Linked DNA regions of Zea mays: region 1 is linked to region 2. Evidence: chromatin contacts called from public Hi-C data. All regions are on one chromosome and are shown on one strand. The core of a region is the stretch at or near the end of the contact, and the rest is flanking DNA. Distances in the headings are between cores, read along the strand shown.

Region 1 (4,175 bases), core at 991-3,490, 640 kb before region 2:
TAATGGAGCACTCCCCTTTCTCTCTATATATATTATTAGGCTACCTCTGGCAGCTATTCTATCCCTTTCTTATCTCATTCCCTATTTCAAATTTCACTCTATAAATAATATAATCTACAATACAAATCTTCTATTTTATATGATCCGTTGTGGACAACCTTAAGACCAATTCCAGCAGCCTCCGTATGTGGCCGTGTATCCCTATTTTACATGATGTAAGTTATTGTTCAGCGATCTAGCAGACTCCGTATAAGGCTGTGTAAAATGCGTGCCGCAGGTTCAGGCTCCCCATCCCTCCGGTGTCTCTTCCCTCCACGCAAAGAATTATGAGGATGTGGAGTGGGATATAGGGCTCGACAAAATATTCGTGGCTCGTGAGCTCGTTCGACTCGGATCATTTCAATTTTGTCACGAGTTGAGCTAACATCTCAGCTCGGTTCGTTAACGAGCCAGCTCGACACGAGCTCGAGCTAGCTCGTTATCTCGAATGAGCTAGCATTTATCAGCAAAACAAAGCCTATACTTGTATTGGATTAATTAATAAGGAATAAATTATGTTAATTTAGGGTTTAAATGGTGTGATATATGGAATTATGAGTATTATTAATCTTTTATAGTGCTAAATTACTATGAAATTAACTAGTAATTAATTATATTGTTGTATATATATACATGTACATTATTTTTTGTTGTGGCTCGCGAGCTAAACGAGCCAGCTCGAACTCGCAAACGAGCCGAGCTGGTTCTCTGGCTCGATTGCTTAACGAGTCGAGCCAAGCCAGCTCAAGCTCGATCGAGCCGAGATGGCTTGATATCTACCCCTAGTGGTAGGGTTGGAAACGGGCCGAGCCAAGCTCGCTCGACGCGGCTCGATTACTAAACAGGCTCGGCTCGACTCGGCTTGTCCACTTGGCGAGCTAGAGAAAGAGGTTTGACTCGTCTCGCGAGCCATTTCCTCATACTTATTATTGCATTATTTAGTGAATTAACATTATAAAAATTCAAAATATGGAACCGTCATTCAACATTATAAGTAATTTAAATTATAATTGTAATATATTCATCATCAAAGACTAAAAACGAGTTATTATTCATAAAATTATCTAATATTTATCATTATTCTATAAATTGGTTAATTTGACATAGCTCGCGAGCCGCCTCGTGAGCTGGAATGAGCCAGCTCGGCTTGGCTCGCTACAAAAGTGAGCTCGCAAAAATGGGCTCGGCTCGTTCGAGCTGGCTCGCGAGACTCGAGCTTATTTTCCAACCCTATCTAGTGGGATACAGAGTCTGCTAGAAACGGGATGGATGCACAATCTCGTTGTATATTGTTGGCCGTGCTAAATAAGGATAGAGTGAGGGAGTCTCCTGGAGGTAGTCTAAGGAGAAAAAAGAATGTGAAAGGTGAGAAAACATATGGGAAGGAAGCGAGAAGAAAAATAGTCCAGAACTGATTGGATTGAGACGAAATGTCTATCTAGACAAAGTGTTTGTCCATATTTGAAGGTAAAATTGTAATAATTTAGACAGGAGGAGTATATTTAATTATCAAAATCAGACCCTCTTTGATACATCTCTTCGATGACAATGACTAATATGCAAGCAGTCATTAGATGCAAGCGTGTAAGCAGTCCTCTTGGTTCGTTAGATTTAGATCCAACCGTATGTATAATCGTGGCTTGTTAGAAACTTTTTATAAAGCTACACGAGGTGGTGGTGTGATGATTTAAATGTTAAGTATAGCATACAGTTAGATCTAGATCTAACGGATCAAGAGAGCTGCTTACACGTTTGCACATAATATCTGCTTTCATATTAGTCGGTCCCCTCTTCGATATCATCTTAAAAAATTTACCAAATAGATGGCTCCTCTACTAGCTACTTCCTAAAAGGAAAGAACTGTCTTCCGAAATCGAGCTAAATTAGAAGGCCAAAAAAAGGCTTATCTGTCTCTCTCCCGTTCTCTCCTTTCCGGTAGCTAGGAAGAAATGTGTCTCTAACTAAATGGAGTGTTTCTTCTTCAAATAAAGAGGAAAGGTTGTTTTAATCTTTCCTTGTCTCGCTAGTTTGAAGAGTCGCGAAAGGTCCAACTTAACCACAACCAACTAGACCCAAGGACCGCATATCCTGTAAATGTACTATAAAATAAGCAAGCGGCCCATAAGTCTTTCTAATTTTGGGCCGCGGCCCAAGACATCCGCCGCAGGTCCATCAATACTACCCTCGCACCGGAATGCCCAAACCCTAACCCCTCCTTCGTTTGCCCATCCTCGTGACGGCTCCTCGCCAGTCGCCTCGTCTCTCCCTGCCGCGTCGCCTCCAGTTCCGCCTCCGCCGCGCCTCCCGCCTCCGCCGCGCCTGACGAACGCAGTATAGGTACGGGAAGCCCACCGAATCTCTCAGTTCCATTTGACCCTCCTTGAGGTCCTCCCGCGTTGGTCTGATTGCCACCCTCGCTGACTCTCGCGAACGGCGGCGTCCCGCAGGACTGTGCAGGTAGAGAGGAGGAGGGTCCGGCGAGATGGGGATGCGAGATAAGAAGCGGAACCAGAAGCGAGTGCTCGCGCGCCGTACCGCGGCACCGCGCCCAGGCGAGGGCAAGGATTTCCTGGTGCGTGGTTCTCACACACCATTCCTGGGTTTCCGTGAGATTGGAAAAATAGGTCCATTTTTTGTGCTAATCCTTGGTGGTGTTGTTGCGTCTTGCGCTTGGTGCAGCCGCTGGAAGGAGGCCCCGGTAAGAAGCATCTGAAGGTGCAGCAGCCTGAAGAGCCCGAAAACACAGCCACAATCGTCTACATTGGGCATATCCCCCATGGTTTCTACGAGGACGAGATGAAAGGTATGTTTCCTTCCATTGGTGGTGAAATATTAATGCGACATTAAAGTGCTGGATGCACGAGTCATTGTGCTAAGGCACTCTTTTGTTGCTGCTGCTATTGTTGCAGGGTTCTTTAAGCAGTTTGGGGATATTAAGAGGCTTAGGATCGCTCGTAACCGCAAGGTATGTTTAGAATGGCACATGCCATGATTTCTGTGCTATTTTTTTTTGGTGAGCCCATAACTTATGGTTTCATGATATTTTCAGACAGGAAAGTCCAAGCACTATGGATTCATTGAGTTTGAGAACCCTGCTGTAAGAACCTTATTTCATATCTAATTGCAGCAAATGTATGCTATTTGCTGGTTGCTAATGTGCTTTGGTGTAACAGGTGGCAAAGGTCGTAGCAGATGAGATGAATAACTATCTCTTGTTTGAGCGCACCTTGCAAGTTGCACTTGTTGAGCCAGAGAAAGTTCATCCTAAATTGTAAGGCTCTCTAAGTGCCTATTAGATTTGACTACTATATTCTGTTTGTTTTTGCGCTTATCCTTATAATATGGGAGAAGTAGAATTGATTTTCCATGTAGTCTGGGTTTTAATTATTCAGATAAGCTTGTGGTGTGAGAAGACATGGGCACAAATGCATTTGATGTGACATTGGTTATCAGAAGTGACTTTTAGCTTTTCAAAAAGCACATATATCTGTTGAAATTAAAACGTAACATGGACTTCTGAAACAAATACTAAAACATTTAGTTGGTTGAGATGATAATAACCAGTGTTAATATTTTTGTGTTAACAAAAAATACGGCTTGAATTTCTTACACTTTGCATGTATGACTTTGTGCACCAATCAACTAGGTGCCTGAGTTGTCAAGTCGACGTTATGTACTTGCATTGGATGGGTGTATATGTTTGTCTTGGATGATGGGACTGCAACTTCAAATAAAAAACTAGAGCTTAGGGAATAAAGTTTTAGATGAGGACATAATCTGACATTTTAAGGAAGTGTTCTGGTATCCTTGTTCTTTTTATGTGCTTGCTTGATATGGAACCTAGCACTTTAGCTGTAGTCTGTACAGAAATATAGTTGCATATCTATTTAAACTTTGTTGATGTACTTGCTCTGATCACAAATATAAGTTCATCGAGGGTTGTCTCAACTTAATTTTTTAATGTTCGACTCCCAATATCTAAAATTTTATATATTTAGCACTAGGTTTGTATTACCATATTCATTACGAAAATATTTCTCATTTAATAAGACTATTTTATAAGATATTGATAATCAAAGTGTCATTGGATTGTAGCCCTGATGACTGTTGTCCAAAACTTAATGGATTTATATTTG
Region 2 (4,040 bases), core at 550-3,049:
ACAACCTAAGTCTTGAACACAAGTCCTCAAGTCCAGCTCATCCCATCTCCAAAGATCCAAAATACAAGCATATTTACTTCCGTTGAGGCCCACAATATCAATTCCAAAAGGAACTAATAATCAAACAATAGGATGGTCCACGCGCCCTTCCACGAAAACATAAGAAAGGAAATACCAGGACCACGACTACAGTACCACTACCACCCTCCATCAGCATGATGCAACCACCCCCTCAGTTCAGTCCTCACCCGTTCTTATCAACCACAATAAAATCGGCAGCCTCCAGACACATAGTACTTGGCATCCCAATCCAGAGAGTGTCCAGGATCCATTATGGACGATGCACCACTCCAGAAAAAAAATGCGAGACCTATTCAGCCAGAGATGACCTACACAAGATACTATCATACCGCTGAACACTCTAGTTGCAACAGGATGTTAATTGTTAAGCACACCTTGTTAATTTCGAGCAATTTATATGGAAAAAAAAGCAAATCTATTTGCATCCAGCAGCGCCAGAGTTTACACTTGTAACAAATCCATAGCTGCTATGCAGAAGTGTGACTAGTTAACATGGTCAGCTAATGGGGCGAGATCTTGGGCTTATGATCACAATCAGACACATCACACTGTAACCTTAAAATGTTCTAACCAGTGGGAAAAAAAGCTAATGGCTATAAGTATACAGTACATGGCTATAGTAATCACTTTTCTGGATTTCCATCGCTAGAAATGCACACATCTGGCATGCAAAACTCTCAACGAAAATGGCAAGTAACGTGCCCAAAAATGAAACTGAACGTCTGAATCTAAACCGGTAGTTGATTTATTGCGTGAAACGAACAGAGCCAGTGAAAGAACACATCCTAAAATTGATCAAACTGAGACAAAATGGCACGATGTGCATATAGATAGAACAATGTAACAGCGAATACGAACATCCCTGTACGCGTTCACGCCCGTCCTTGGTGCGAGGAAACAAAAAGGACCAAACAGGCCGAGTGGTTTGTACGGTACTGCAGTAATAACTAGATCAAAAAATGTTTGCGACAAAAGAGAATGGGAATGTAAGTTTAGAAAGTTCTGAACGAGATTGCAAAAGCAGCATCAAATTTTTTTATTGCAGAAGGAAAAAAACATCCCCTTTTCACATTCGATATCATTTCAAACGAACGGTGGCCAAAACCAAATCCACTTCCTACAGGAGACCAGAAAGAGAAGCAGATTGCAGCCACACGCGACAACCAAAAAAAATCAAAATCCCTAAACCAAAATCACCACCGGTCCGTACAGTTCAAAACTGCTGCCAAGATCGAACCTTTTTGCAGCCAGCAGCCCTACTGGCTACTATGCAGCCACGAGACAACCGGAACCCCGGAGAAACAGCAAAAGGCAAACGAAACTACGAAAGCACGGAACAAGCCGATGCTCACCCAGATCAAACGTGGCGCGCTCGCTCTTCGGTCACTGCCCTTCCCTTCGTCCTCCTCCCCTTCGCCTCCGCTTCGGCACCGAATTCTTGGTGTTCGCTGCTCCAGCTTCTCGCTTGCTTGCTTCTCTCGCTTTCCTCCTATGAGAACACTACAGACCCGGGGTTGGGAGAGAGGGGCTGATAGACACGGGGACGCGAGCGAGGTTGCAAGAAATGTCGAGACAGAAAGGCGAGAAATTGCTCTGCACCTCGTGAGATCGTTTGTTCAGGTTCAGGCGATTGTTTTTGAAGGTAGGGTGGGTAACTGGTGCTCCAAGGTGTTTCCAGGTTTTACCCTTTTGTGCCGTCATCGAGGATAACATAGCCTTTTGGCTGTTTATTTTATTCCCAGTATGTACAATGGTCCAAGGGCAGAATTGACTCTTTACTTTTGGATATTTTCAACAAAAAAATAAGTAATTTTATATAGCAAATCCGGTGACGGCATGGTCTTTAATACTAATAATTTTCATCAATAACTTTAGATTATCATTTGGTTCACGAAATATAACGTAAATATGATACGAAATATAACGTAAATATGATTTAAGCTCGAGTACCAGAAATATAACGTAAATATGATTTAAACTCGAGTACAAGTGATAATAAGTTTAAATAGGACGGTATCAATTTCTAGTGTGGTATCTGATTACAGTTAGAGTAAAACAAACATAATTTAACGTTATCAGTTCTTCATTACGTTACAAATATGTGAACCAACCGACACCTAAGAGTGTTTGGTTCCCTAACTAAAATTTAGTCAATGTTACATTGAATATTTGAATATTAATTACGAGTATTAAATATGATCTAATTATAAAACTAATTATATAAACAAAAATGAAACAACGAGACAAATTTATTAAGTCAGTTAATCTATGGTTAACAAATCTTTACTGTAGCATCATATGAGTGAATCATAGACTAAACAAACGAAGTAGTCTATGATTTGCTAATCTATTGTTAGCAAATGTTTAATCTATGCGTTGCATGTTCTATATTTGTAGGTGGTAGGATTTGTATTATATAATTAGTCTATAATTCATGTTGTCGTGGTTTCAGAAACCGGAGACATAGTATAATTTGTGTTCGGTGAGAGAGGCTAGCGTGGACTCCCTCCGAATGATGAATCAAGGGATTCCAACAGAGGGTTTATATCGGTTCATGTTTGCGCCCTAGTCCAGTGTAGTACTGATTGTAGTACTCACTGAGGAACATGTTACACCAGGTGCAAGTGTGGGAATGTGGTAGTGAAGAACTCTAGTTGAATGCTCCTGTCCTTTGACTGTTTGACCTCCTCCATTTTATAGTTCAAGGGGGTTCTTACATAGGTACATGTCGTCCAAAGGAGGGTGCAACCTATTGTCTATGGTGGTCCGACTAACGTAACTTTCCTGACATTGTCTTCTGGTTCGTGTGTGGTCATACACCTGGTATGGCGCATCGCTCCTATCTAACAGGTATGCGGGTCACTATGGCGACTCCGGTGCTGAGTTTTCCCTGTAGTGACGCCTGGTGAGACCCATGGGTTAGAGTCGGAGGGCATCGGGGACCGTACGCAGCGATGCCCCATCCCATTGTTAGGGACTCTCTGTCATCCCTCTGGTGTGTTGTGGTGTCATCCAAGATCATACGTGTGTGGTGACGTGCTCTACCATATATAGCTGGAGTGGGGCAACAGTGCTTGCATTGTATCCTCATTGGTCGGGTACAGACGTGCTCCTGACACGTGCGTGTCAGGAGGGCATGGTTCCAGGGGCCCACAAGTGTGCTGGCCCTTACTGCGGGCCTTGTGCTTCCTCCGCATCGCCGAGTTTCTCGATAGGACTTGGTCAACGGTCCACCTCGTAGAGTTGCTCAGTAGGGTTTGGTCGGTTGGTTCACCTCGCAGAGTTGCTCGGTAGAGTTTGGTCAGCCAGTCCGCCTCACAGAGTTACTCGGTGGGACCCGGTTAGTCGGTTCTCCTCGTAGAGTTGCTCGATAGAGTTTGGTCGGTTAGTCTACCTCGTTGAGTTGCTCGGCGAGACTTTGGTTGGTTTAGATGGGCCGCCAAGAGTCATGGGCATACTTTGGGTACCCTGTTCCTAGGTACCCGCTAGTAGTCCTCGAGCCTTCGTGCAACTCCTTGGAGTTGTTCGTTGGCTTTTCGCATTAGGAACTTATAGTCTCGGGTGTGCGCAGACGCATCTACTAGATGTAGCATCCGAGTAATCCATAAGGATTATTTGGGGTTTTATCTTAGTTCGTTCGCAGTTTTGGTACGGGCCTTTCTATGTGACGGTCAGCGCAATTCCTCGCATGCTCAGTTAGTGTCGGAGCTAGGTGCAGTCCAGGACCAAAGTCCTGATTTGGAGCAAGGTGCAATACATGACCTGGTCGGCATGGTGACTTGGACAACAGTTTTGTTTGCATGCGTGCGAACATAAAGGAATGAAAAACATATTCAAGGGTAGAATTTCCTTAGCTTTTCGATGTTCGAGGCGTTGGATAGGAGGTTGCCACCTCTGTCCCTAAGTCGGTAGGTTCCTAGGTGTAGGACTTGGGTGACGATGAACGGTCCCTCCCATGG

Evidence for each region. A called contact is a pair of places that touch in the nucleus more often than the background predicts.
Region 1: a Hi-C map of ear shows a contact between it and region 2, with 2.3 times the contacts expected there. The contact joins the promoter of LOC100856944 here to the promoter of LOC103653427 in region 2. A contact is called at or near these places in 2 of 25 Hi-C or Micro-C datasets (ear and leaf).

Annotation. Positions count from the first base shown.
Region 1 is chr4:79,990,967-79,995,141 of Zm-B73-REFERENCE-NAM-5.0, reverse strand. It overlaps LOC100856944 (MKI67 FHA domain-interacting nucleolar phosphoprotein-like), which reads left to right and starts at 2,240. Exons shown (of 9, transcript NM_001254830.1): 1 at 2,240-2,376; 2 at 2,487-2,611; 3 at 2,719-2,842; 4 at 2,949-3,004; 5 at 3,089-3,136; 6 at 3,213-3,310. The coding sequence starts at 2,522.
Region 2 is chr4:79,353,398-79,357,437 of Zm-B73-REFERENCE-NAM-5.0, reverse strand. It overlaps LOC103653427 (probable alpha,alpha-trehalose-phosphate synthase [UDP-forming] 10), which reads right to left and starts at 1,799. Exons shown (of 5, transcript XM_008680333.4): 1 at 1,434-1,799.